Linked DNA regions of Mus musculus: regions 2, 3, 4, 5 and 6 are each linked to region 1. A link is a contact called in public HiCAR-type and promoter capture Hi-C data. All regions are on one chromosome and are shown on one strand. Each heading gives the region's core, a stretch centred on a gene start, on an enhancer-like site or on the middle of the called end of the contact. The rest is flanking DNA. Distances are from core to core; before and after follow the strand shown. Region 1 holds the start of Gtf3c5 (general transcription factor IIIC, polypeptide 5). Region 2 holds the start of Tbc1d13 (TBC1 domain family, member 13). Region 3 holds the start of Adamtsl2 (ADAMTS-like 2). Region 4 holds the start of Brd3 (bromodomain containing 3). Region 5 overlaps Rapgef1 (Rap guanine nucleotide exchange factor (GEF) 1). Region 6 holds the start of Wdr5 (WD repeat domain 5).

What was found. Promoter capture Hi-C pulls out the DNA fragments that hold promoters and counts their contacts. HiCAR-type assays count read pairs that join an accessible place to other places.
Region 2: a contact with region 1 is called in a promoter capture Hi-C map of pre-B cells, with 2.7 times the contacts expected there. The contact joins the promoter of Tbc1d13 here to the promoter of Gtf3c5 in region 1. A contact is called at or near these places in 2 of 39 promoter capture datasets (liver and pre-B cells) and 2 of 115 datasets of contacts at active chromatin or transcription factors (astrocytes and embryonic stem cells).
Region 3: a promoter capture Hi-C map of pre-B cells shows a contact between it and region 1, with 2.2 times the contacts expected there. The contact joins the promoter of Adamtsl2 here to the promoter of Gtf3c5 in region 1. A contact is called at or near these places in 3 of 39 promoter capture datasets (hippocampal neurons, liver and pre-B cells).
Region 4: a promoter capture Hi-C map of liver shows a contact between it and region 1, with 2.2 times the contacts expected there. The contact joins the promoter of Brd3 here to the promoter of Gtf3c5 in region 1. A contact is called at or near these places in 3 of 39 promoter capture datasets (the C10 cell line, embryonic stem cells and liver) and 4 of 115 datasets of contacts at active chromatin or transcription factors (astrocytes, embryonic hindbrain, large pre-B cells and 1 more).
Region 5: a contact with region 1 is called in a promoter capture Hi-C map of neutrophils, with 4 times the contacts expected there. The contact joins the enhancer-like site here to the promoter of Gtf3c5 in region 1. A contact is called at or near these places in 4 of 39 promoter capture datasets (the C10 cell line, hippocampal neurons, neutrophils and 1 more) and 1 of 115 datasets of contacts at active chromatin or transcription factors (embryonic stem cells).
Region 6: a contact with region 1 is called in a HiCAR-type map of astrocytes, with 2.2 times the contacts expected there. The contact joins the promoter of Wdr5 here to the promoter of Gtf3c5 in region 1. A contact is called at or near these places in 13 of 39 promoter capture datasets (HPC-7-derived erythroid cells, the SN4741 cell line, cranial neural crest and 9 more) and 1 of 115 datasets of contacts at active chromatin or transcription factors (astrocytes).

The regions. Positions count from the first base shown.
Region 1 is chr2:28,580,886-28,585,314 of GRCm38.p6, forward strand. Gtf3c5 (general transcription factor IIIC, polypeptide 5) reads right to left here and starts at 2,394. Exons shown (of 12, transcript NM_148928.3): 1 at 1,940-2,394. The coding sequence starts at 2,092.
Region 2 is chr2:30,131,644-30,136,072 of GRCm38.p6, forward strand. Tbc1d13 (TBC1 domain family, member 13) reads left to right here and starts at 2,103. Exons shown (of 12, transcript NM_146252.3): 1 at 2,103-2,269; 2 at 3,154-3,227. The coding sequence starts at 2,247.
Region 3 is chr2:27,076,835-27,081,263 of GRCm38.p6, forward strand. It overlaps Adamtsl2 (ADAMTS-like 2), which reads left to right and starts at 2,545. Exons shown (of 19, transcript NM_029981.2): 1 at 2,545-2,739.
Region 4 is chr2:27,473,463-27,477,891 of GRCm38.p6, forward strand. Brd3 (bromodomain containing 3) reads right to left here and starts at 2,211. Exons shown (of 12, transcript NM_001113573.1): 1 at 2,115-2,211.
Region 5 is chr2:29,647,475-29,651,903 of GRCm38.p6, forward strand. All of the region lies in intron 1 of Rapgef1 (Rap guanine nucleotide exchange factor (GEF) 1), which reads left to right. Among named protein-coding and RNA genes, the nearest start is that of Rapgef1, 30 kb to the left of the region's middle. Within about 2 kb of position 1,992, at least 114 of the 459 cell types and tissues checked have an H3K27ac peak or open chromatin away from gene starts, as enhancers often do. A contact at or near this core is called in neutrophils and pre-B cells, where this site is marked.
Region 6 is chr2:27,513,394-27,517,822 of GRCm38.p6, forward strand. Wdr5 (WD repeat domain 5) reads left to right here and starts at 1,754. Exons shown (of 14, transcript NM_080848.2): 1 at 1,754-1,887.

The DNA of each region.
Region 1 (4,429 bases), core at 1,144-3,643:
CTCCTGGTAAGTACTAACACCTACATGTGAACAGATGCTTGCCCCACATTTGGTAAGAGGCATGCAGTGAGTGTCAGCTGTGTGTGTGTGAACAGAGAGTGTGTACTGGCGCAATCCACTGGCCACCCATAAGTTTAACTCCTGACTCCCAGTACTCAGGATAGGGGCCTTCAGGAAGCGCTCAGTAGCAAGTTAGGGAAAACATGAAAGTTAAAAGAAGCCTGAGGGCTGGAGAGATGACTCACAAGTTAGGAGCTGTTTCCAGACTGGAGTTCAGTTCCCAGCACCCAAACATTGGATATAGTGCACAACCACCTGTAATCACAGCACTAAGTGGTCCAACGCCCTCTTCTGGCTTTCACAATCACCTGGATACACAACTAAAAATAAGGTTAGAATCTTGAAAACGGCAGCCTCATTCCTCAGGCACCCTTCTCATAAAACGCACAGTTCTGACCTACCAGAGCAGGGATGAGCCCAGCCATGGCCTGACACATTAGGACGACTTCAGAAACCCAAGAAAAATGTAAGAATGGAAGACTGTCTATATCAGGCAACCCTGGGGTAAGGGAGAACAAGGATTCTCTCAATATCATAACATCCATCAGTTCTTATCCACACCCATAAAAAAGTGGAGCAGCAGCTCAGACTGTATTTGTGCTGGAATTCATTTTCCTGTCATACCAGTAGCAATGTCTGGCTTAGCCTTTCTTACCTGCCCCCTTATCTGGAAAAAGGAAAGAAAAATAGTATCTAGTTCACTAGGATATTATTAGGACGTTTTGTTGTTTGTTCTTTTGAGACAGAGTTTCTTTGTTAGCTCATGCTGTCCTGGAACTTGATCTGTAGACCAGGCTGGCCTTAAACTCAAAGATCCACCTGCCTCTGCCTCTGTAATGCTGGGATTAAAGGTGTGGGTCACTACTGCCCAGCTTCATTAGGACTTAACCAAATACTTGATAAATTTTTATAAAATGGGGAATCTGTACAGATATTAGTACAGAGGTAAACAAGAGAGATCCTAGCTCGGTTTACAGCCCCAGGGCCAAGTAATAAATGTAATACATGAACAGGTAATACATGTATCAAACTGAAATCTGAGTGGAATTATCAACGGAAGGAGCCAGAATCTGCTTATGCTAAGATGTTCAGGGAAATCATTTCTAAAGAAACAATTCCAAGATTCCACAGAGCATCACTTTAGGTCCACTACTTGTTGTGTGGTTATGTGGCCTGTTTACTTGTAAAATGCAGATGTTGTCAGTTCCGGCCCTGGGGATTGAAAGGACTGTGGCATGTTAAAAAATAAATAAATAAAAATTAAAAAATGCCGGCCCGTGGTGGCGCACGCCTTTAATCCCAGCACTCGGGAGGCAGAGGCAGGCGGATTTCTAGTTCGAGGCCAGCCTGGTCTACAGAGTTCCAGTACAGCCAGGGCTGTAAGAGAAACCCTGTCTCAGGAAAAAAAAAAAAAAAAAGCCGGGCAGTGGTGGCACACGCCTTTAATCCCAGCACTTGGGAAGCAGAGGCAGGCGGATTTCTGAGTTCGAGGTCAGCCTGGGCTACACAGAGAAACCCTGTCTCGAAAAAACCAAGGGGGGGCGGGAGAGCACTTTGTACGTGCTAACCACATAATACAACGCCGGCGAATTGTGTCACTTTTAGTTTCAACTACAGGTGGTGGAAAAGTTCTCTTTCCTCCCGTGCCTCGGTTTTCTGCCGAGAGCAATAAGGTCAGAGCAGCTCACTGTCCTGGGATAGATGCCAAGCATGCTACTCACATTTGGGGACAGAAAGAAAATACCGCCTAGTTCACAACAGGTCCTAGAGCTTGCCTAAACTCTCCGTTGCCACGGAAACCGCTCTCCCGCCCGGTGGTCCCGCCCATTCAGTAGACACGATTCCTTTCCCGCGGTCCCGGAGTTTCCCAGCTCCTTACTCGAGAGACGCTTTCCTCGCCGCCCAGGGTCTGTAGCATCTTGGCCTCGTTACGTACTACGCCCGGGTACTCCACGCACACCAAGCGCCGTTCCCGCCGCAGGTCCACAGGGATGGCGGCCTTCGGGTCCGCATCCGGCTCCGCCGCCGCCATGCCTACTAGTCTGGTTCCAGCCCGCCGCGGTCCGTTCTCAAATGGCTCCGCGAGGCCTCACCTCAAAGGTTCCGCGAAGGAATTGTTCCGGTCCTCCTTACCTTTCTCGTCTCCTTAAATCATGGAGACTCGAAGGCCTCCAGGAAGAAGTGCGTCGCCGCAACTGTTTATTTTGCTACACCACACAGAACTGGGGGCTTTTTAATTTAAAATGAAGAGGGTTGGACAAAGGGGCGAGACGAGGGCGTATCCCACCAGCCGACCCAACCAAGACAAGCCAGGATTCGACCGGGTTTTTCCGGATATCCCGTCCAATGAGAGCTTGAAGACGTGCCCCAGGCGTCCTCTGGCCCGCCTCTCATCCCTGAGCTGGTTTTCGGCTGTCAAAGAAAAAGCAGTCCACTGAGTCCTCTTAGCCTTGCTCCTGTGTGCATGTATTTAGGGCTGAGTGCAACTGTAAATTAACAAATTGATAACTTCTTATCATCACACCTCTGTGAGTTTAATACACAAGCTTCAAAGCCTTTGTTGTCATCTTGCAGAGATGACAGTAAAATATTAGATGCACATCGCATCCCATATTAGGATGTACGCACAGCATGCTTAGCAAAATTTGCAACATAGGCTACTCACCTGTTGGTTCTGTGAGGGTCTGATTAGATAGGTAAGTCTGCTGAACTCGGTGCTTCTACCTCTGAATGAGAAGAAGTTCGGTTCCTGAACCTACAAAGCTGCTTCTAAGCTACATGGAGCCTCGGTAAACCCCTCATCCAATGTAGCAACACTCTCAATATTCAGCTGTCATCTCTTCTCCTTATGATATAAACATGATCTTAGAAAGCGATCTCACGTTGTTCCTGTTCTCAGCGGGACCCTCACCCCTCTTTCCCCCCACCACCTAGCTGTCAGCTTCTCTTCATCACTTAGGTTTATGTATAGGCTTTATCTCCCCTGGGGATCCACCATGATAACCTAAACCTAGTCTGCTGATTTCCTTGGTGCACTCGGCACTCAGACGCACACATCGGGGAGCACAGCCTTATTTGCTTAATGCTGGCCTTGCTTTACTGTGTTGGCAGCTTCCTAAAGGTAAGTATTGCTTTGCTGCGGACCTCTCAGACCTGAACACGGGGGTAGACACAGAGTATACATTCACTAAAGATGTTGTGAGCCAGTGAATGAATGAGGCGACACTTTCATGACTCATTCAATCCAGGCCTAGATCGACACGTGGCCACAGAACACTGAATCAATCTCATTCTAGAGAGGCATGTCCGTATGTGAACAGGAACCACGGAGAAGGGCAGGAGGGGAGACAAAGACAAGGACCAACCTGAGGTCCTCAGGCCAAGCTTCTGAGAGAAAGAGACTTGGTCCTGCCTGGGATCCAAGCCAGATCTGGCGCACAGACCCTCACAAACAAAAACTTACCTATCTAATCAGACCCTTCAGACTGGAAGCTGAGAAGAGCCAAAAGGATCAGGCAGCTAATGAAAGCAGTGTCCACACATTTAGCATTTAGGAAATGCAGTCTCCTGCATGCCTGGGTCTGTGGGGAGTGGATGATGAATCAGAAAGCCTGTCCTTCTAGAACTCACATTGAGTAGCAAGAACAACTAGCAAAGGAATTGGAGGCTGAGACGCTGTTCAGTGATGGAAGAGGTGCTTACTGTTCAAGGTGTTGAGTCCCATCTCTAGGCTCCCTCCCACCTACCATTACACCTAGAAAAGATAACGTTGAGGAAAAATCAAGCCCATGGCATTTACCCATCTTTCTGCATCCAGCCTCTTCAGATTCAGTTTTCCAACAGGCCCTGGCACACAAGGTGAATTTTACAAGGCTCAGAACTGGGGCGCACTAGTTTGGTGACCAACACCCCTTCAGCCACTGCTCTAGGACCAAGGACGTTCTGGGCCTTAGCTGTCTAAATGTGCTCGCAAATCTCAGGTCCTGCTCCTGATACATAGACTTGGAGAAGGGCAGATGTCCTAGCCCCTGAGATGACCCAAGGCAATGGAAAGGGGATGCTGGCTGTGTAGCAGAGCCTAAATCCACAGGAAAGCATCGTCAGGCAAGCAGCATAACACTCCTATCCAGGGCTTTGCAGAACGCTGAATATTGTTGGCAGTGTGCCTTTGGAGGAACCAGGAGTGGGGAAAGTACTAGCCTTTTATCAACTAGTGAAAAGGAAATCTTTGGAAAATATTTTTCTGAGCTTCAACAGAGATGCGGTATAACTCATTGTATTCTCAAGGTCAGTCCACAGTGCACATAGTAGGTGCTTTCTTTAATATTCCCTTGCTAGGCGTTGAGTCTCCTTGGACTGGATGAGAAGT
Region 2 (4,429 bases), core at 853-3,352, 1.6 Mb after region 1:
AGGGAGGGAAGAAGGAAAGATTTACCTCAAGCAGGGCATGGTAGTGGTGGCACACGCCTTTACTCCCAGCGCTCAGGACACAGAGGCAGGAGGCACATCTGTGGGTTCAAGGCCAGCCTGCTCTACAGAGTGAGTGCCAGGACAGCCAGGGCCACACAGAGATACCCAGTCTCAAAACCAAAACAAAACAAAGCAAAAAGAAAAAAAAAGAAAGATTGAAAGACTCACCTTATATGGAATATCAAGGTTCAAGAAAAAAAAGAGCAAACTTGAAAAGGTGAACAGAGTTGGTGGTGAGTCCAGACCGCACTGAGAGTAGTGAGTTTGGGTTTCAAATTAACAAAGGGTGGTTGTGGTAGTTTGAATAGGAATGTCCCACAGACTCATGTGTTTGAATGCTTGGCCACAGGAGATGACACTGTTAGGAGATGTGGCCTTATTGAAGGAAGTATGTCACTCTGCAAATACTTTTTTTTTTTTTTTTTTTTTTTTTTTTTGGTTTTTTCGAGACAGGGTTTCTCTATGTAGCCCTGGCTGTCCTGGAACTCACTTTGTAGACCAGGCTGGCCTTGAACTCAGAAATCTGCCTGCCTCTGCCTCCCGAGTTCTGGGATTAAAGGCCTGTGCCACCACGTTGGGCTTTTTTTTTTTTTAAGATTTAATTAGTTATTTTATGTATATGAGTACACTGTAGCTGTCTTCAGATAGACCAGAAGAAGGCATCAGATCTCATTACAGATGGTTGTGAGACACCATGTGGTTGCTGGGAATTGAACTCAGTACCTTTGGAAGAGCAGTAGTGCTCGTAACCACTGAACCATCTCTCCAGCCCCCAGCTCTCTTTTTTAAATTAAAAAAAACATTGTGTGTGTGTGGGAGGGGTACTGAAGAAATAGTTCAGAAGTTAAGAGCTCTAGTTACTCTTTCTGAGGGTCTAGTTCATTTCCCAGCTCACAACTATCTACAACTCCAGTTCCACAGGAATCCAACACTCTTCTGACCTCCAGGCAGGTAAGTGGTGCACAGACATACATGCAGGCAAAGCACCCATACACATAATTTACAGAAGAAATTGTGTGCCTGTGTGTGCAAATATGTGTAGCAATAACGTGTGTATAGGGGCCCTGACCTAAAGGCCATTTGCTTTCCTTGATGGCTCTCCCCTTTATTCACTGAAGGTAGTCCAGCGAGTCTGTTTGCCGTCTAAACCTTGCACATTCCCGCCCCTCTTGGCAGCTCTTTCATGAATTCTGTGGATCCAAACGCCAGAGCTCACGCTCACGTGAGTGCTTTATTCCCTGGAGCATCAACAGCGAATTCACTTCTAGCAGAGTGAACTTCTTGAACCTTCAACTTCTGATCTTCCTGCTTCCACCTCTCAAATGCTGGCATTACTGGCATGTTTCCCCAAATCCAGCTACAAGGAGTGCTGAACCTGAAACCTGGTTTCGTGCATGCTAGCCAATGATTTTCATAGTTGCTCTTTTAAGTTCACACTCACAACTGAGTTTACCAACTGAGTTACACCCTTAGCTCCTGTTTTTCATTTTCTATTGCTTTAAAATTGTGCAATTACAGAAATTCTACTTGGGGATGGGAGTGCGGGGGAGGGGAGGAGTTTCAAGACAGAGTTTCTCTGTGTGGCTCTTCCTGTCCTGGAACTCTGTAGGTCAGTTCAAAGATCCTCCTGCTTCTAGCTGGGATTAAAGGCGTGAGCTACCACCGCCAGGCTTGCCAGAATTCTAGTTTATGAACTTCCAAAGTCAAGGAAACCTTGAGCTGTACTCCTCCGGCTCCTCCGAGAGGTATTTACTGAGCAACAGGGTCATTTCCATAAGGAAGGACTCGACATTGAATGAGACCACACCGGAGACTAAGTCTAGTTCAAACAACTAGTTCAATCAACCAAACAACTGTACCGCAGTTAATGACAGGGAGTGAGAGAGATAGACAAGTGTATTCAGTAATCAGAAACTGAGGGCGGGAGACTCATAGCCAGCGGGATCACTGACAGTCACGCCGTCCTGACGCTCAACTGACGGTTTGCCTAGCCTTAAAGAAGTCCCCGTCACGTGACCCTTGGGCGGACCCAGCGCGGCCCCGCCCCCGCGGAACGCGCACGCTCCAAGTTCTGCTTCCTGCCGGAGGCTTTTGCCCAGCGCCCCGTGTCCCCGGAGGGAGGGGGGCGGTGGCGGTGGCGGCAGCTGGGGCTGCAGAAGCAGCTCGGGAGTCCGGAAGTCAACACCATGTCGAGTCTGCACAAGAGCCGGTAAGGAGACCTGAGGTCAAGACTGCACCCAGACCGCTCCGTCCAGGCCGGGCCTTCGCACAGAGAGAGCTGCTCAGCGCATGTGCGGCCAAGAACAGCCCCCTCCCCCGGCGGCGAGCCCCCTTACGGTCTCATTGCCTGTGTGGCAGAGGCGAGAAGCAGAGATGCTTCTCTTACCTCAGTGTCACCTTTCTTTCTCTCTCACTCGGGACCCCTTTCCCTAGTGTCTCCCTTGTCCAGCCCCCTATTACCCTCCCCGCTTCCTCGCTCTAGGATTCGCACCTTCCCCCGCCCCCAAATGCCCCTGTCCCTGTGCTCCATGCTCATGAGAAACACCAGGGGATCCAGGTTCTCCAATCTGGCCTCTTAAATCCACCTCCTACCCCCACCCCAGGCACATCTTGCAACGCCCGCTAAATTCTGGTCACTCCAGGACTAATTTTTAGTCTTTTGTCTTTGCCTGAGGGCAGGCCCGAGAAGTCTGTGCCCCCTCCCCTTTACCCAGCCAAGAGCTTCGGGAGCCATGGGGAGATTGTACAAGTCTGTTGTCTGTGGATCCAATTACTCCTGGTTGCAGGAAGCTTGGTTGTGTGAATTCGGGTAGTGGTGTGCTGTGGGCTGGGCTTGGCCGCAGCAAGTGCCCAGGAAATGCCAGCTCGCTAACAGTGGACAGTGCTTAATGTTAAGTTCTCACTTCAAACCCTTTGGATTAGAATACCTCTCATGGCTTTTCGTTGACATGGCAGATCTTAGAGGAAGAAACTTGTATTGTCCACTTCCCTAAGCTGGTAGTTGGAGACCGTTGGGAGTGAAAGATCTTTGGGCTGGCTGCAAGAGTGGTCATTAAGCCTGTTACCTTGGCGTTTCCTTTTCTGCCCTTGAAGGATTGCAGATTTCCAGGATGTCCTGAAGGAGCCCTCCATTGTGTTGGAAAAGCTTCGAGAACTCAGTTTTAGTGGTAAGATGCACTTTTACTCAGGGTTTCCCTGGAAACCTGCCTGCCGGCAGAAAGCTGGCCCTTAGCTGGGGGGGGGGGGTGATCCCCCAAATCCCTTGAAGTGGCCTGAAGACTGCACCGGTGGTAACCCTTTGTGCCTAGGGAAGGCCTCTCAGCATTTCTCAGCTCGTTTCTTGAGTTAAGGAAGTTGCAGGGTGGTTCCCGGGTTCTCTACTTGGCTGTGGATCAGAGCTGAGAGTGACCTTTGGTTAGTGTTAAAACTCAAGCCGTAGAGCACCAATTTTAAGGAATTGAACTTCCACCACATTTGACTTTGCCCCCCACATGGTTAATGTTCCAGCACAGCAATAGCTGGATTTTTACCCCGTCTGTAAAAACATCCCAAGATGTTTGTAGAGCTCCTGTGGTACTGCCTAGTAACTTTTCAAAGAAAGAATTTAAGTCGCCTGTGTCGTGCAGATTGGGGTGGGGTGGGGTGGTTAATTGGCTCATTGTCAGGGAAGCCACCCTCAGAGCCATTCTTCTGAACTCCTGACAGCATTGCAGAAGTTGGCCTTCCCATTCTGGAGTGGTGTGGAGGCCCCAGAGGGGAAGCTGCCTGTGCTGATTGTGCAGAGCTCGGACTGCACATCACACCTGTCTTAATCCTGGTTGCTCTGTCTACAGATCCGTGTCTTTATCTGTAAGTGAGGACGATGCAGCTAATCCTCCATCCTTACTGGAGCTAAACTGGGAATTGAATGAAATGGTGGTTGTCTGGCACAGAGCCCTCAACAGGACCAATGTGGGGAAGCCACAGAGCCATTGCTTATGTCTAGCACAGGACACAGACACAGGGGCATCAACAAATAGATAAGCTTTTGCCTGCCTGAGAACTTAAAGTCATACTCAGGTCTTTATGTAATTCCAGTTTCTATGGGTGCTATGGAGAAACCAGAGAGCCATTGTTTATAAGCAGCACCGCGACATTAATGCCTGCCCAGCATAGTGATTCACACCTTTAATCCTAGAGCAAGAGGTAAAGGCAGGTGAATCTTTGTGAGTTCAAGGCCAGCCTGGTGGTCTACATAGTGAGTTCTAGCTCAGGCAGGGCTACATAGTGAGACCCTGTCTCAAAAAACAAAATGAAAAGAGCCTGTGGCTGGGCATATAGCTCAGTTTATAGAGCGTTTACCTAGCGCCCCACTTTCCACTCTCAGCAC
Region 3 (4,429 bases), core at 1,295-3,794, 1.5 Mb before region 1:
TCATATGTAGGCTTCACAAAAAAGCCAGTATTCACGGACAAGATCAGTGGGAAATTCAGTTTTCTGCTTTGTGGTCTAGCCTAGTACATGCTATGCTATTTCTCACCTGGTCACCCAGGAGTATGCAACCCCCATTCCTGGGCAGCCTACAGTGAGTGGAACAGCAGAGACTCAAGAATGTCCATCCTTCAGGTTTTAGCTGAACCTCAGAAGGAGTACTAGCCTCAAGTCTGATGGGCCATTTCAGGAAATAAAGTCATAGGGTCCTTGTGGAAAGCCCCCCACACCCCAGAAAAAGAAGCTTCGGAAGAGCAGGTTGGGGGTCTAAGCATGTACGGAAGAGTCAGACAGGAACCAGACCAGAGCCACTGGCTCCTTCGGTGACTCTAGGTTACCTCAGGCCCCAGAAGCTTGGTGGATGGAGTGAGGAATGGGGGTCACAGTGGTCCCCTGGACTGCATGGACAGGTCATTTATGAGACTCAGCACAAAATGTCCCCACTCAGAAAGCAGGACAAAACTTTCTCATCAGTACACTTCTCCTGGCACATCATGACATTTTATTGTTTAATGCTATACAGCTTTGGTTCAGGGCACTTGACAGTTGAGTATCCACCCTCATCGGTATGAGGGAACACTCTGAAGATGCAGGGTAGGGGAGGAACCTGGTTGGGGGGTGGAGTTTAGTCTTTTTCAATCTCTCTGAAATCCTCAGCCCATTGTGGACCAAGTAGTTATGACTGCCAGGGAGTCTTGGATATGGAAGTTCCTAAGGATCTTCCATAGGGAAATGAAGGCATAGCTAATGCAGGAAGCCAGTACCTAGAGAGTCACACACTCGTGGGCATCACAAAGGCAACGATACATCTCCACAGGTCTGTCTTCCAAGTGGCCAGGCCAAAGGAAGATGCCGAGTGGGCATGTCAGTTGGCTGTGGGGTCCCTCCCAAGGGAAACTGTTAGTCACCCCGGCGCTGGAGCATGTGGAAGCCAGAAGTGCCAGGAGATCTTGGGTCGGCTCCAGGGTGTACAGGGTCTGGTAGTCAGCCAGGGTGGAGGAGAAGTGGCAGAGGCTTCCAGAATAAGGGAGATCTGATCTGGGTCTGCCAGTGAGATCCTGTGCACATGTACATGCATGTGTGTGTGTGTGCTGTGTGTCAGGTTGTAGAATGTCTGTGCTTCTTCTTATTGGCCCCAGGGGGGCAGTGTGAGCCTGGATAAGGGTCATGGGAGGTCAGGGTGACAGAGAACAGAAGCTGAATACCTTAAGGTCAGTCACTACTGAACACCGGCAGAGTGAGAGCTGACCCTCTGCCCCCTGTCGCAGTCTAAGCTGGGAGAGCCAGCCAGCATCTTTGAAGAACCAGGCAGAAGGAGAGGGTGTGTGGCAGAGCAGCGCCGCAACCTGTATCTGTCACAACTTTGACTGGTGGCTTTAGCAGACCACTCCACTTCCCAGCCTCAGTTTCTCCTCGGTAAAGTACAGATGATGAAGATGCTTGTCACCTGACTCAAGCCTCACAGAGAGGCTGGGTGCTGATTGGTTTTTGCTGGTTGCTTTGTTCTTGGCTGCGGTCTGGTGGTCAGACACAAGACTTCCCCCAGGGTATCACTCTTAGCAGCCCAAAGAGGCAGCTGAAGAAGCTTATCATCTAGCACAGAGGGAGGGACAAGAGGGAGGGACAGAGAAAAGGAGAGGACTTCCAGTCCCCACTACAGGGACAGAGGCATGGATGAAATGGCTCAGCCAGCTTGTGGGATGTTGTTTCAGAATCACTTAGCATTTGAAGGTGCCTGTTTTCCAGGACGGGGTGCTTCAGAGAGCAGGAAATGTCAGAGCAGACATCTCATCATCCAAAGTCCTCTTGGATTCATAAGACTTCAGCTCTAGCTCAGCAGGGACAGAGCTCTTGAGTCCTGCTTGCTTGCCAATAGCTGCCCAGCTGCTGTGGGGTCCAGCCAAGCTGGTACCAAACATCTGCAGAATACCCCGTGCCGACGATCTTCCTAGACATCTGGTCGATAGGCTGTAGCCACCTCTTCCTCTCCCTGGAGCCATTGGTTGGTTGATCTCTGGATGTATCTCAGTTCCTCCGTTGTTCAGGTCTGTTTTCCAAGGACGGAGGGTGGCCTGCACCCGTGCAATGTCTGGACCTCTGTGTCTTCCCTGTGAACAGGAGCCGAAAGCCTGGACATCACATGGTTTCCAGCCTTCTCTGGAAGCTGAAGTTAGATGGGTGGGTCAAGGGGGCTCCGCTCCACCACTGCCAACCTCCCTCCACATGACCTCAGGCTAATTGATCCATTAGGGTCAGTCACTCTGGACCTAGGCAAGCCAGTCTCAGGCTCACTCACTGATCCTGGACTGTGGCAGCAGCAGCCAGCAGGCAGCTGGACAGCCTGGCCATACTCCAGAGGAGCAGAGCGGGTTAAAGTGTGCGCCCGGCCAGCCGCCAGCAGGCTGGGCGGGGGAGCAGCGGTGGGAAGTGTGAGTTCCTCCCCGTCTGCCTGACAGCTATAAAGGCAGCTGCGGCCACAGAGCAGCCACTGGGCTGAGAGCCCCTCCTGGGAACCCCCTCCCTTGAATGCTCTTTGAAGTGGGAGAGGGAGGCAGCTGGGGAAGCAGGACCAGAGACAGGCAGAGCCCGCACATCTCTGCACTCACCTTCCTGCACCGTGCACCTGGCAGTAGCTCTCACCCTTTTCTCTAAAAGGAGGACAACCTGCTGACCCTGGGTGAGGTAGGCCACTACATACTTGTCCCTGCTCATACTGTGGTCTTTGGGAGGTGTGAGATGTAGCTTATCCCAGACCAGCCAAGCTGTTCAGAATGGGGGCCGGGGGATGTCCCAGCCCCTGGTGAGGGTATTCAACCACAGAGAAAGGGGGGAACAACCTATGCCACACAGTGGCAGGGTGGTCCTGAGGCAACAACCTTGGTACTAGCAGTTGCTGTCTGGTCTGCAAAGCCATGCTGTGGTGGGCCTGTTGAAGGTTTTGGACCCTAGGGAGAGATGGATCCTGTTTGAGCTGGACTTGGCTGGAATCCAGCAGTGTCTGGGAGCCTTAATGAAAACCAAGTGTGAGGCTGACTGGGCACCTGTCTTTGGCAGCAGCAGGGACTGGGGAGCCATGGAGGCTAATGGGACTGTGTGAGATGGGGACTCTGTGCTGGAGTGAAAATAGGGACTCAGATGGAGACCTTCAGTGTCGGGGGTGGGTGGACGTAAGGGTGATGCTGACCAAGCTCCTGGACACCTGCAGGAGAAGGAGGGAGGGAGGGAGAAAAAAAGGGAGAGGGAGAAGGACAGAAGGACAGTAGGACAGTAGGACAGTTGGTATCAGGGCTTCGAGGGTGCTGACCATTTCCAGACTTTCTTCCCCTGGAATTGCTGGGTGCGACTGAGTCCCTAAGTTTGCTCTGTGGTGTGTGTGTGTGTGTGTGGTGGGGGAGGGGGCAGTAGGCTACCTTGTTGTGTGGCTTTGGGCAAGCTGCCTCTTTTTTCTGAAGCCCATTGTCTAACTCACCAGCAGATGACACCCACCTGGGACAAGCTACATTAGCTTCCTTTCTAGGACAGGGTTTAAATTGAGGTGCGCAGCAGCCATTCTGAGAGTTGGAGCAGCAAGGCTGGAAGCTCTCTTGATTTGATTCACCGTAACCCTTGGTGGGTGTTTGGGTTTGAGGGGCTGTTTTGTTGGAAGGGAATCAGGAGCCAGGTGCAGGCTGTACCTCCTTCTGCCCCTCCTCCATATCTCTGTTCTCTCAAGAGAGAAGGGCCCTGAGACAAAGTTTGGAGCTAAGACGAAAGGATGGAGACTTACCATCCAGAGACTACCCCACCCGGGGATCCATCCCATAATCAGCCACCAAACCCAGACAATATTGCATATGCCAGCAAAATTTTGCTGAAGGGACCCTGTTATAGCTGTCTTGTATGAGGCTATGCCAGTGCCTGGCAAATACAGAAGTGGATGCTCACAGTCATCTATAGGATGGAACACAGGGCCCCTAATGGAGAAGCTAGAGAAAGTACCCAAGGAGCTGAAGGGGTCTGCAACCCTATAGGTGGAACAACAATATGAACTAACCAGTACCCCGGAGCTCATGTCTCTAGCTGCATATGTAGCAGAAGATGGCCTAGTTGGCCATCATTGGGAAGAGAGGCCCCTTGGTCTTGCAAACTTTATATGCCCAGTACAGGGGAATGCCAGGGCCAAGAAGTAGGAGTGGGTGGATAGGGGAGCAGGGCGGTGGGGGGGAGGGTATAGGGGACTTTCAGGATAGCATTTGAAATGTAAATAAAGAAAATATCTAATAAAAAAGAGAGAGAGGAGGGCCCAGACCCCTGAGCTGTGTTGCACCTGAGGACCAGATTGCTGGATACCTGGCTGTGAGGATTCCTCTGGGAAGGGAAGGCTGCCATTGCT
Region 4 (4,429 bases), core at 961-3,460, 1.1 Mb before region 1:
CTTCTAAGGTGAGATCTGGATAACCAGCACTTATCTGAACAGTGGGTAACACTTGTGACCTTGGGCCACCCTCCCCTGGGAAGGCTGTGACACAGTAAACCAGGAAGTGGACAAGGTAACCCTGAGAGCCCCTGGGGGCACAGCTCCAGGCTTACAGAAGCCGGAGTAGAGGCAAGCCAGGCAGGGCCTTTCCTTTCAGCACTCCCCCCCATTTTCACCATCTAAGGGAGGGAGGACACTTTTACAAGCTCCATCCCTCATTCAAAGCTCATTTCCAAAACAGGATACTGCACTGTGGAAAGAAAGCAGTTACTCTTTGTGAAAGTAAACCTGGCATCTCCTAAAAGTAAAATAAATAAAGTAAATAGATATATAGGTAGGGAAATGAACGAACTGGCACACCCCCTGGTCATCCACCCTACAAAAGCTTTTTAATGCCTTTCTCCTGAATTCCCCGGATGTGGGGCTAGGTCTGGATCGCCACAGATTCCTGGTGTCTTGCTAAAGCAGTGGACCCGGAGTTTATAAGCAAGGTCAGGAAGAAATTACCCCCACCTCCTGAACTGTCAAGCTTGTACCTCACCTCTCATGATCTACAGCCAACAGTGCACATCAAGGCCTCCAACAGAACAAACAGCAAACAGGCCTCTATTTGCGAATGAGAGGCCACACTCAGGGCCACTCAAAAAAGGTCACTGGGGCTTGGGGCTTGATCCTTGGAGTCCTTCCTTTCCTGGACCCTGGAAAGCCTGTGAGAAACTCACTTCAAGCAGCACAGCAGAGATCTCAGATCTCTTCAGGGGCACCCCCACCCCCAGTAATGCACACCACTAAGAAAGTGCAAAACAAAAGGGGGGGGGGATGGACGACACAACAACCAGCTTGTCCTCATGGGTTAAGGGGGACAGGACCTGAGCCCTTCAATTCCTTCACTCATTTCTCTTCCTGCACCCAGTCCCATGTTAGCCACTGAAGAACACAAGAATGACCTCAGAGACACAAACTTATACAGTTAAGAAGTTTAAGGTAGAGAAACAACAGCTGTGCACTTATTTCTGGCAGAAAGCTCTTAATCAAAATTGCAAAGGGCAGAGCCTTAAAATTGAGCCCTAAAGTATGAACTCACAAAAGGTATGCCCCGGCTCCCAGTGAGCCCCCTTCCCGCTCCTTACCGCCCCCCCCCCGCCGCCCCAGGGCAAGAAGACTGTTTATGGCTTCCTCGTTAGCCCTGCCCCCGTCGCAGCAACTGGTGGAGAGAACTTCCCCAAGCCGCCAGGATTTTTCACCGGGAATCCTCAAGAACCTTACATACGAGAGGCTTTGGGGTGCGCATTCCTCACCCAACTAGCTTGCGTGTTATACACGAAGTAAGAAAAAGACGTGCACCCCACCCCTTCCACCTCAATCCGAATCGACCTCGCCCGGATTAAGTACTCGTTTAGGCTGATTTCAAAACATGAACTGGGTTTCCTCCTGGCCTGGCTGCAATAATCCAGTAACTCGTAAGCGCGCAAAGTCGTCTCCCGGGCCATAACTCTGCAAATGCAGCCGCCGCCCCCCAAGCCACGCCGCGGCTGCCCCACTTGCAAGGCTCCAGCGGTGTCCAGGCCCAGCCTGGCCTGCCCTGCGACGATCCGCCCTAAGTGGCGCCGGAGCGACCCTGGGCACACCGCGCGCACCTTCCCGCGCCGCGCATCCTCCAGGCAGTCCCCTTCGGAAGATGGCGGGCAGAGGAAAAGGGGAAAGGAAAAAAAAATCCCTTCCGTGAGGGAGGGCTGGCGCAGAGAGCGCGGGCTGTGCCAAGTCCAGGCTGGGCGCTCCGACCAAGGCGACGCCTCCCAGTCCGGCCCGAGGCGACCGGCAAGCCGCGGGCGCACAGCGCAAGGCGGAGGGCAGCGGAGCCCGCGCAGTCGCTGCGACCCCGGGCAGGCGGCCGCCCCGCTTTGTTGCATCGCGGCCGCGCACAAAGGCGGCGGCCCCGGGCTCCGGGCTTCGAGACGCGCGGGAGGCCTGCACCATGCGTTCCGGGCCGTGTTCTCTCAGCCAAGTCCGCCGCCGCCACCGCCACCGCCGCCGCCGCCCAGAGTGTACAAGGAAACGAGAAAAAGGCGTACTTGGCCTAGGCGGCTCCAGCGCCGTCTGCTCCCGGCCCGCGCGGCCGGCTCCTCTTTGGCTCGCCGGCCCCGGCAGCATAATAGACGCGCCGGAGCTGTACAGGGCTCATGCGCTACGCCGCGGCGCCTGGCGGGAGTCGTAGTCCGCGCCCGGGCTCGCGCCAGGGCCGCCCAGGGGAGGCCGAGGCGCACGGACTACATGTCCCGGCCCCGCCGGCGCCACGCCGTGCCCCGCCCCGCGCGCCCCCGGCCGCCCGCCCGGCCGCCCTGGCCGCCAGCGGGCCCGGCCTAGGGGCGCGTGGGGGCGGGGCTGGGAGGTTGCCCGCCAGGACCCGAGGCGACGCTGGAACCTTGGCCCGCCCGCGCGCCTTCACTTTAGCGTTCTCAGCCACACGCAGGGAATAAGAACTGGTGGGCGGATTTCCAGAAGCCTAGGAAAACGTGGGAAAGGCGGGAACGCAGTTAGCACCCTGGGGTCACTACCCGGGTACCCCGAGGCCTCCCTCAAACCCCGAATGCTCACAAGCAGGGAGGCGCGCACCGGCCCCAGCCCATGTTTGTAAACAAACCGCGCGCCTAATTAGCCTGGCGAGGGCGCGCGCAGGGCGGTCCTTGCCAGGGAGGAGTCGCGATCAATCCCGCCCCAAAATCCTGGGGCGGGTTGAAGACCTGGGGACTCCGTAAGAGACCTGGCTGGTGGTGCCGGAAAAAGGCGGATTCTCCAAAGCTAGACACCAGTAAGGGATGCTTCAGGCTGTGCCAGCCAACTTTCCCTCTCTGGAGTCTCAGTGTGTCCCCATGTGCCTATGGAAAGACAGGAATGAGATTAAGTCCCGCCCTTTTTCTGCGTTTTGAAAGGGTTAGGACGGGGTCACACTTCAGATCTTGGTTTTGGTGAAAATTACAATGGTGCCTACGTTAGTCAGTTTTTATCCAGTTGTAATTTAAGGTGGGTGTGTGATAGACCCCAACAAAAACGTTACAAACAAAACAAGTTTTTCCATCAGTGCCCGCTGAACCTGCCTGCCAATGCAGGGTTCCAATTCTGCTGTGAGCTGGACCTATTCCAAGATCCTGGTGTCACTGAGTTTATTTCTGGCTGAGCGGGCACTTTGCTGCATGCAAGAAATGCACAGGTGGTTATGGTATTAAATACCAGACACACACACACACACACACACACACACACACGTACACACACACATACACACACATACACAACGAATATGTTCTGTACCTGAAAATGAAAAAGGCTCAAGAAGGCAAAGTGACATCCTTGGTCTCAGAGGTCCCAAGCTCCAAGCCCAGGGTCCTTGGAAGAGATTTGAGGACAAGCTGGAGCCTCTCCAGGCTCTTCTTGTCTCCTCTTTGGTCTACAGCATGGGTGCTTCTCACACCCTGGGGCGAGGTGGCCACTGCAAGGAAGCCCTGCTGTTTAGTCGCAGACTGAACACAGGGTAGGAGAGCAAGACCTGGGAGGCTCTAAGTTAGAGTCCTTAAACTCTTGAACCCAGGCTCCCCAGCAAAGCCATGACTGGGAGCTTGCAGAACTGCAGTCACCTTGCAGGTTCTATTATCATTCCTGCCATCTGGGTCTCACCTTTCTGGACACACTGAGCACTCTGGCTACTAGGACAAGGGACTTGCCAGTTAACTTTTTAAACAAAACCCAGAAAACTCTGTGTGTGTGTGTGAGTGTGTGTGTAACTATGTATGTGTGTGTGTAACTATGTACATGTGTGTAACTATGTGTTTGTAACAGTGTGTGTAACTGTGTGTGTGACTGTGCATGTGTGCGTAACTGTGTATGTGTGTAACTATGTGTGTGTAACTGTGTATGTGTATATAACTGTGTGTGTAACAGTGTATGTGTGTGTAACTGTAACTGTGTATAACTGTGTACATGTGCGTAACTATGTGTGTGTAACTGTGTGTAATTAGGTGTGTGTATAACTGTGTATGTGTATGTAACTGTGTGTGTAACTGTGTATTGTGTAACTGTGTGTGTAACAGTGTATGTGTGTGTAACTATGTATAACTATGTGTGTAACTGTGTATGTGTGTGTAACAGTGCATGTGTGTGTAACAGTGTATGTGTGTGTAACTATGTATAACTGTGTGTGTGTGTAACTGTGTATGTGTATGTAACTGTATGTGTACCTGTGTATGTAACTTTGTGTGTCTAACTGTATGTGTGTAACTGTATGTGTGTCTAACTATGTGTGTAACTGTATGTGTGTGTGTGTAACTGTGTATGTGTGTGTGTACATGTGGCACAGAGCACATGTGGAAATTAGAGGACAGTGTGAGAGCCA
Region 5 (4,429 bases), core at 742-3,241, 1.1 Mb after region 1:
ATACAGAGAGTGTGCCTTTTACTTTAGATGAAATAATCTTACATTATTTGTTATCCTGCACATCTCCTGGTGCTGGTGGGAACCCCGGACCATCACCCTTGATACTACATTATTAAGGAAAACAGTGGGAACCATGGTAAAATACAGAAAAAACACTACTGAGTTCCTACAGGACCTAAAACCTTATAAGAGGACAGAAGCCTTAGTTGCTGCTGTTGTTTTCCAGAGCCTTGCACATGCACACACCCACGGTTTTCCATAGGCACAAGCATGTGTGTGTAATTTCCCCCTCAGATGTCAGGCTTCTGTGTGACCCCATAGCTATGTAGTGGTGGTGGCATGCTATCATGTTAATGTTGCACACTGTTTTAAATTAGCCATCTGCTGTTGAGTACAGAAGCTGCCGTTTTGGCAGCTGCAGATGGGGCAGCATTGAGGAGCTCCAGGACCAGAGCTGGGTGATGCTGCTGGATGGTTTCCTTAGGATAAGCTCCCACCATCACATTCCCAAGCCAGGAACATAGGAATAGCTTTGAGGATCTCGCCGTGCTGTTTCTCAAAGGAGAGGCATCTGTTCGTGTTCTCCCACGTGAGACATAAATTCCCCAGTTGGTCAGCAGCTCATCAGCACCCATGTCCCATCTGTTTGGAGATTTCTCGAAAATGTCAGCTGTACTTGTAGTGCCACAGTGACGGGTCATCTGAGGAGAGACCATCCAGGGCTGGCAGCAGCAGTGAGATGAAGCTGCGGCTTACAGTGTTCTGCTTTGCTTTGGACTTTTCTTGGTTGCTTTGGTTTGTTTAAGGATGCACATTTATTGCCATTACCTTTTATTTTCTATCTTCCAAAGAGTATTGATGATTAAAATTTTTTCTCCTGTTGAAGATGTAGAATGAGTCAAAGAGTCCCTACATTGTTAATGCTGGGCCAACTGCTGGGTCTGGAGATGTGGAGGGGCAAACAACCCAAATGGTCCTTTTCCTAACTGCTTCTAAGTGATGAGACACCAGCTCTGCACCGCAGATAAACAGAGCAAGGTGTGGTTATATGTATAATAACCATACAGTAATCCATACAGAATGCTGAGGCAGGAGGGTCTTGAGAAGGCCAACCTGGGCAACATAATGAGACCTGGCCTATAAATAAATGCATCATAATAAATGGTCAAGGTGCTCTTAATTAGCCAACTCATGTAGTACCTCAGAATGTGACTAAATGTGATGGATGAGGAAGGGTCAGAGCGAGGGTGAAAGCCATGTGTGGTAATATCACAAGAAGGTTCAGGATGAGAGGAAACCTTTTAAAACAGAAGGTTACATAGGATACTTTAGAAATCACATGCCTTAGACCAGGAGGGTAAAATAATCTAAAATAATTATCTAATTTTAACAATGGAAGAACCAGGTGGGATGTGAAGTCTTATAGCTTGTATCTTTTGTTACTAATGTTATAACAGGGTTGGGACAATGTATGCAGTACTAATAGGAAACAGTACATTGTATATCATATGCTTCATATTTAACATGATATATGTGTAAATGTTCTATAACATATAAAACAGTTTACATGGAGAGTGTGAATGTCTATAAAATACAATGTATAGCATATGTCACATGTACCATATGTAACACAGCACTGTAGCATGTGTAGCAGTGACCAGTAACAGCTGGGATATGGTATTAGGCAATGCCAGTGGCTTCCTGTGTGCCAGGTGTGGTACCAAAGGATTGACATTCGAGATGGGTTCTTTTTGTACACAGTTGGCGTGTAACTCCAGCCTTCTATAAGTTGGATCTTTTATTCAGCAGGGATCAGTTATAGGGGATGGAAACTGTAAGTGTGAAGGGGTTTTTCTCATGAGAAGTGTGGGTGTTACTTTGGGTGTGGGTAAGAAAAGGGAAGGAAACTTGGCTCTGTCATCAGATAGCTCCAAATTTAGAACAATGTCTGTCCTGAGCCACTGGCTGTAGAGTGTGTTTCACCCTGGGAACGTGCGTAAAATACATTTCCGGATTTCAAGATTCCTTTTCCAGCTGTGTAGAGGCTGTTGCCCTAATCTGCTGTGATTGCAGTGGCCATCAGCCACCCAAGATCGACAGTTACTTTCCAGGGATTGCTTGTAAGACTTTTAGGAACCCTGAAGACCATAGACAAAAGCTGAGAGGTTTGTCCTATAGTTCATCTGTGTTAGGGATCTGAAAACATAAAGGACCAGGTAGGTAGGATTTTAGAATAAGAAACAAAATTCAGACCATTATGTAGGTGTTTACATAAACATTTAGAAATATGAAAACCCTTCCCTGTTTGCAGGCTGCTGTTGGAATTCTGGATGACAGACCGTTTACTAACCCCTAACCTCTAGAGTCTCTCGGGTTGGATGTTTTCTGTGGTCATTGCTCCTCTGGGAGTCAGCAGCATGCCCCACCCTCACTCACACAGGAAACAGAAGAATCTTGTCATTTCCAGGCCACAGGGGAAACCCACGCAGGGCCCACCTACAGTGCCTACCACTGTGATTAGAATGGGGCCACCTGAGCCCACGTGCCAAGCTTTCATTGTCAGGGAGGAGAGATAGAGGAGGGAAGGCTCTGGAATCTTATCCAGACTACAGGCTTTGGTGTTTTCTTTGCCATTGAACAGGCTGAGGCACTAAGTTTAATGGAACCATGCTCCCTGCAAATGTTCTAGCCAAAGTAAAGTGTTTTCAGTGGGAGAAAAGTCTGTTTCATCATTCCCGTTACAAACTGATGTTTAGCCGTCGAATGTGTGACACAGGCACTGTTCTAGGCTCAGGGCATGAATTGTGAAAACACAAATCACTGCTGCCCCCTGGAGTCTACAAGTTTGTACACAAACTAGTGCTAGGTTGTCTCTTGGGAGGTAGGTCCTGTACTGGCATTGAAGCGCGGAGGACGGCCAGTGCTTAGGGATTCCTAGTTTTTTGTTTTTTTTTTTAAAGATTTATTTATTTATTATATGTAAGTACACTGTAGCTGTCTTCAGTCACTCCAAAAGAGGGCACCAGATCTCGTTAGGATGGTTGTGAGCCACCATGTGGTTGCTGGGATTTGAACTCTGGACCTTCGGAAGAGCAGTCGGGTGCTCTTACCCACTGAGCCATCTCACCAGCCCCAATTCCTAGTTTTATATAGGAGGAAGACGATTGTTTTTTAAAAGTTTTCTCCTTCCAGCCCCTGCTCCCGTAATGATGACTCTGAGACTAATTATTTATTAATAAATGCCTAGGCCATAAGCTTTGGCTTCTTCCCTGACCAGCTTGTAAGTTATTTAACCCATTCAAACTAGTCTGAATCTTCCACATTGGCTGGCACTTCTCCTCAGCTTCATGCTACTGACCTCTGTGCTCCCCAGACGAGTCTTCTCTTCAGTCTGCCCTCATTCTGCTACCTGCTGGCTTACCACCATGTCCTCCGGCTCCTCGGGGTCCCCTCTGCTCTCCCTTGGATTTCTTATTCTCTTTCCCAGAATCCTCTCATCTTCCTGCCAGTGTCCCACCTATTTCCTGCCTCAGCTCATTGGTCATCTGCCTTTTTATTGACAGGGGATGCTTTTTAAGAGAGTCTCTGTACAGAAGGTAGATACCCAGCACTAACGGAGCCCAAGTGTTGTAGACATTCATGCTAGAATGCTCTAAAAGGAACAACCTGAGGACCTTGAAATGGGAGCCCAGGAGCATCCTGGGACAAGCTAGACTGGAGAGTGACAGCATGTGAGGCCATGGAGACAGCTGCAGAAATGTTGACAGGGAGAGCTTTGGGATAGGGAGAATTTGGGCGGCGGGCGACCTGGAAAAAGACCTGGAGAAAGGCGCAAGGATAGCTCAGAGTTTATATAGTCAGTGCATCTGCAGGGATGCTGCTACAAGAGGAACAGATGGGGGGGCCTGACAGAAGTTGAGCTGAGTTTGAGATGTTTGTGAGAAATCTAAGAGGTAGCCATTAGGCTGTTGAGTATAAAAATGGGGGTTCACGCCTAAAAGGACTAAGTGACTAGGAATGCTTGCTATGTAAATGTAAGGACCCGAGAGTTCAAATCCCAAGCACCCATATAAAAAAAAAGCCAGGTGGGGCTGTGCTCACACTGGTTACCCTAGCATTTTAGGGGTAAATGGCAGGGTGATTGCTGGGGCTTGCCAGCTGCCATAGTAGCTCCAGGTTCAGTGAGAGCCCTGTCTCATGGATAAAGCAGAGAGTAGTAGAACAAGACACATGGCCTCTGCAAGCATTCCCATATGTGTATATATGCTACATACACCACAGAGAGAGAGGGAGGGGTTGGGGAAGGAGAGGGGAAGGGAGAGATAGCAAACTAAAGAATGTGGGATTCAGGAAAGAGTTGGCTTTTTGAAAGTTGTCACTGTAAAGGTCTGCAAGCTCACCTGAGAATTAAGCTGGAAAAGGTGGGGCT
Region 6 (4,429 bases), core at 504-3,003, 1.1 Mb before region 1:
GTTTCTCTGTATAGCCCTGGCTGTCCTGGAACTCACTTTGTAGACCAGGCTGGCCTCGAACTCAGAAATCCGCCTGCCTCTGCTTCCCGAGTGCTGGGATTAAAGGCGTGCGCCACTACGCCCGGCCCTACATAACTGTGTTTTTAAAGATATCAAAATTCTTACTACAGATCCAGTGTGAGTAAAAGTTGGAAATCTGGGGCTTCTGGGTCAGGACCCCTTATCCTTTGAGCCTTCCATGCTGGTCTTGAAGTTCTAATATTTCTGCCTCTAACTATCTAATACTTGTGCTGTTGCACTTGGTTTATGAGTGTTGGGGATTGGCTCCAGGGCTTCTTGCATGCTATGCATACACTTTACCTGGATTTTCAGCAATTCCTTTGGCTGGAATTTTGAAAAGGCCACATCTTAGGTAGAGCCGGGATGAGGATGGAGGTGGACAGGTTTGAATGTTATCTGAGAGGTGGGTGGCAGAGGATTAGGTTTGGTTTCCAGTCCGGTTAGCTAGGCAGATACGGAGATGTTATTCTTACCATCCCATGCTCCACTCCATCCAGGGCTCCTGGCATAGGTCTGTTAGACACACAGATTCGTCTGAACTGTTTCTGTGCCTTTAGCAGGAGATTCCAGGCCAATGTCAGTCTTCTCACACTCTTGTAGCTATGGCAACCACACACTCTCCATTCTCAAGCTTCAGTTGCTTAGTCCCTCCCTCTGCACAGGTTCCCCACGCGTTATATTTGATATTCCCAGACTGGAAGATGAGGCTGCACAGGTCATAGCCACCTCCAAGAGTCTAAGACCATGTGAGTTAGACAGTGAAGTGAGAGGTGCAGACCTGGCTCCAGGTTCTCCTTCTGTCCCTGTGTCCTCCTCTCTGGGTGTTTTCCCCGTTAGTGACAGGAGTAGAGGTGGTCCAACAGGAAAGAGGGCTGTCAAAACTTTGCTAACTGCAGGCCGGCCAGCCTGCTAGGGGCTGTCTTGTGAAAATGAGATAAAGCCTTTAAAATGGAGCTCCAGAGCCACACAGGAGCCAGATTGTAGTGGATGCTGTGGCTGCCTGGAATGTGAACTGCCTGAGCCTACATTCAGGTGCAACTGCATCGTTCCAGATGCATGCATAGCTGGAGGACTTGGAGCCCCTGTGTTAGGGACACTTGCCTTTCCTGTCCACATTCTTTCTTGTTTGTCTTCTAAGTCAGGTAGCTCCTCTCTTGTCAGCGTGCAGGCTTCCTTCTCTACAGTAGTGCCCTGCCTTCCCTGGACACTACTGTAGATCTCTCCCTGCAGCGGTAGCTCCTAAGACCTTTTTCGGAGTGTGTCTGTGTGGGGTGGTGGTGGTGGTACAGCGTAGCCTCCTTATGGCCCTGTAGAAGAGAGGCAAGTATGTTCAATTTGAGCTGTGGTTTGCAGCGGCAGGAAGCCCCCCGCCTTGCGGTAGGCTGGGGAGGCCGCAGGAGCTCCGGACTTCCGGACCTCGTGGACATCCACCAGTGGCACCAAGAGGTTTCCCAACAGTCCTGGGCAGGCACGGGCCAGCACAGGCAAATTGTAACTGTTAGCTTGGCTACACAGCCTAGAATAACAGGAGAGGCACCTAAGCACGTTCTCACCCATCTTTAATTCTAGAGTGCTCCAGTCTGCAGTTACCGAACACCAGTAGCGGTCAAATAGGAAGCGAGAACCACAGACGGCCCCTTTAAGGCGCTCCGCCTCCTCTAGTTTTTCTGACCCTCGTCGCCGCCCGTTGTCCCGCCCCTCGCGCACGCGCAATCCCTCCCGCCTCCCGCGCCGCTGCCGCCTAGTCCAGCAGATCGTCTGCTCTCGCGCGTAGGGCTAGCCGACGCGACGCCAGAGCGCCCGGCCCCGCCGCCGCGGCCCCGGCAGGTAAGCGAGAAACCCGGTCCCGCGGGCGCGAGGCGAGCGGCGGCCACGAGGGCCCTCGGGCTCCGGGCTCCACAGCGCCGCACGTGTTCCGAGGGCCTCGGGCCGGGCCGGACGCCGCATTTGCGGCCGCGCCCCGACCCCGCCGCCCCTTGTGGCCGCCACGGCCCGCTACTTCCACTGCGGCCCCTGCTACGCCCCTAGACCCTTAGTCCTGCGAGCTTCTCGAGACTCACACCTCAGACTGGCGTCACTGGGAGTGGAATTCTCTGTCTCATCGGGGACACCCAGCCAGCGTCGCGCAGGTTTCCTTGGCCACTTGGCGCCTCTCGTGCTGCGGGCACAACCCTCATTTGTGTCCTAGCGCAAGTTTCTACCTGACTAGGGCTGACCGGTCAAGGGTTTCTGAACATTGTCCGGGACAGCCGGGCAGTTGAGCGCACAGTGGTGTGAAGCCAAGGCTACTAGTACCTAGGTATCTAGGAGCCCAGAGAGGATGGGTTGGAGTTCTTTGTTGGGTTACCTACTGCACTCACCTGAGTGACTGAACCATTCTGTCTTCCCATACTTGTGTACTAGGGTGGAAACCAGGAGTCTACATTTGACTGGAGGGAGACTGATGGCTGCTGCCCTTCCATAGTCAGGCTCACTCTAGTGTAAAGCCCCGGCTGCGGCTGCCGGTTACCTACCTCCTTTGTGGGCAGTGGAGGCCAGCTCCAAACCACCTGCTGAGGATCCTGCTTAACCCAGCTTCCTCCCAGACCTGCCCTCCCCAAGTCCTGCTTTCCTGAGTGCTCTGTCTTGGACTCTACCCTGTGGAATTGGAAAGTGGTGGTCTCCTTTGAGCCGGTTTCAGGTTGATGCTAGCCTCACATTTAACTGCTTTGAATTCCTGAGCCTCCTGAATGCTGTGAGGCAGATTGGCTAATGTTGATATTCTTTCTTTCTTTCTTTCTTTCTTTCTTTCTTTCTTCCCCGTTTTTGTTTTTGTTTTTTGGTTGGTTGTTTGGGGCCCACATCCTTAGAGCTCTTCATCCTTAGAGCTGGAATTAAAGTGGGTGGTGCTACAACTAGTGTCTTCAGATGTTAATATTTGTCTTCCTGAAAGACCCAGCTTATTAACGATGTGATGGGCAGGGCTGGGTGGTGGTGTGCTTGTTGGCAAGGTCATCCACCTGCTGTTAGGTGAATCTCTTTATATGCTAAAAGAAGCTTAGTTCCTAGAGACTTCCCACACTGGAGATAGATCTGCCCTACACTGTTGGCCTTTCATTTCACTGGAGTAGGGAGATGAGATGCTGGTTGAAAGAGACTTTCTAGCCCTTTTCATTACTTAAGTCTCAGCTCCTGTTGCTACCTGTATGGTCCACAAAAGTGGTTGCTATGGGAACTCATGGCCATAGTTGCATTAAGAATAAGCACCAGGTCAGGCCTGGTAGTTGATTTATGCCTGTTACACCAACCATACCAAGCTTGAGACTGGTTTTTTAATACCAGTGCATAGCAAGACCCTGTCTCCAAAAAGCTAAAAGCACCAAGCAGCTGGTATTTCCTGGGCACAAGAGCTTTGTTTGTGGAGAGGCCCCTGGGACCTACCCTAGTCTGATCCTTGCACCTGGGCTTGAGCTACAGCGGATTTGACCTTGATGGAGATGGCTGCAGGTAAAACAGCTTGGCTGCACCTGTGTGGTGCATGGTGTTCCTGTTCTTTCCTCTAGGATTGAAGACTTTGAGGCATTGTTCTCTTTTGGTGTCCTTTCATCTTAGTCTTATGTGGGGGTCCATGTGAGGTTTCAGGTTTAACCTCAAAGCCAGACTTTACATTATGATTGCTCCTTACATTGATGGCTGAGGAATGTCTCAGTAGCTCTCCGTTAGAGGAGTACTAGCTCATTTCCCAGTCAGGTGGTGTGCTTTTCTGGATGCGTGCAGGTGATGGGCCCTCCTGTAAACTGCAGTAAACTGTTGCAGTTGCATACATGTTCAGGCTGAGTCTGTCCAGCTGACTGGAATAACTACTTTCCCTCAGACCTGCAGCTTATCTGCTGTTGTTTGTGCTGCTCCCCCAGAGGTTTCTTTCACATGGGGGCAGTGACTACTCTGTTTTATTCTTGGAGCGCTTTCGGTAGTACTTTGTGCACTGAGTCCCTGTGCTCTGTAAGCTCTAGGTATTGTTAAAGGCATGTTGCAGTTTATGAGGTCACAGGGAGCCACTGAGGAGGTGAGGCCACTGTGTTTCGTCAAATTATTTGGGTGTATTTTAGAATTTGGGTAAGTTCACAGACTTGTGCACAGAAAGTCTACCTCCTGTTACTTGGCCTGTTGTTTCTGTTAGAAAGCCTTTTAAATACTGTGTCAAGGGCTCTTTGAAGCAAACTCACATCCCTGTATACACCTGTCTGCTACAGTGGGAAGCCTAGGCCATCACACAGAGTGTCTGAAGCGTCAGCCCTGGGATAGGGTGACAGTTATCCCCAGCTTGGGACAGTTGATTTGTTGGAGGGTTCAATGTGGTGGTCGTGTTTCTCCTTTTTATTCTTTTATT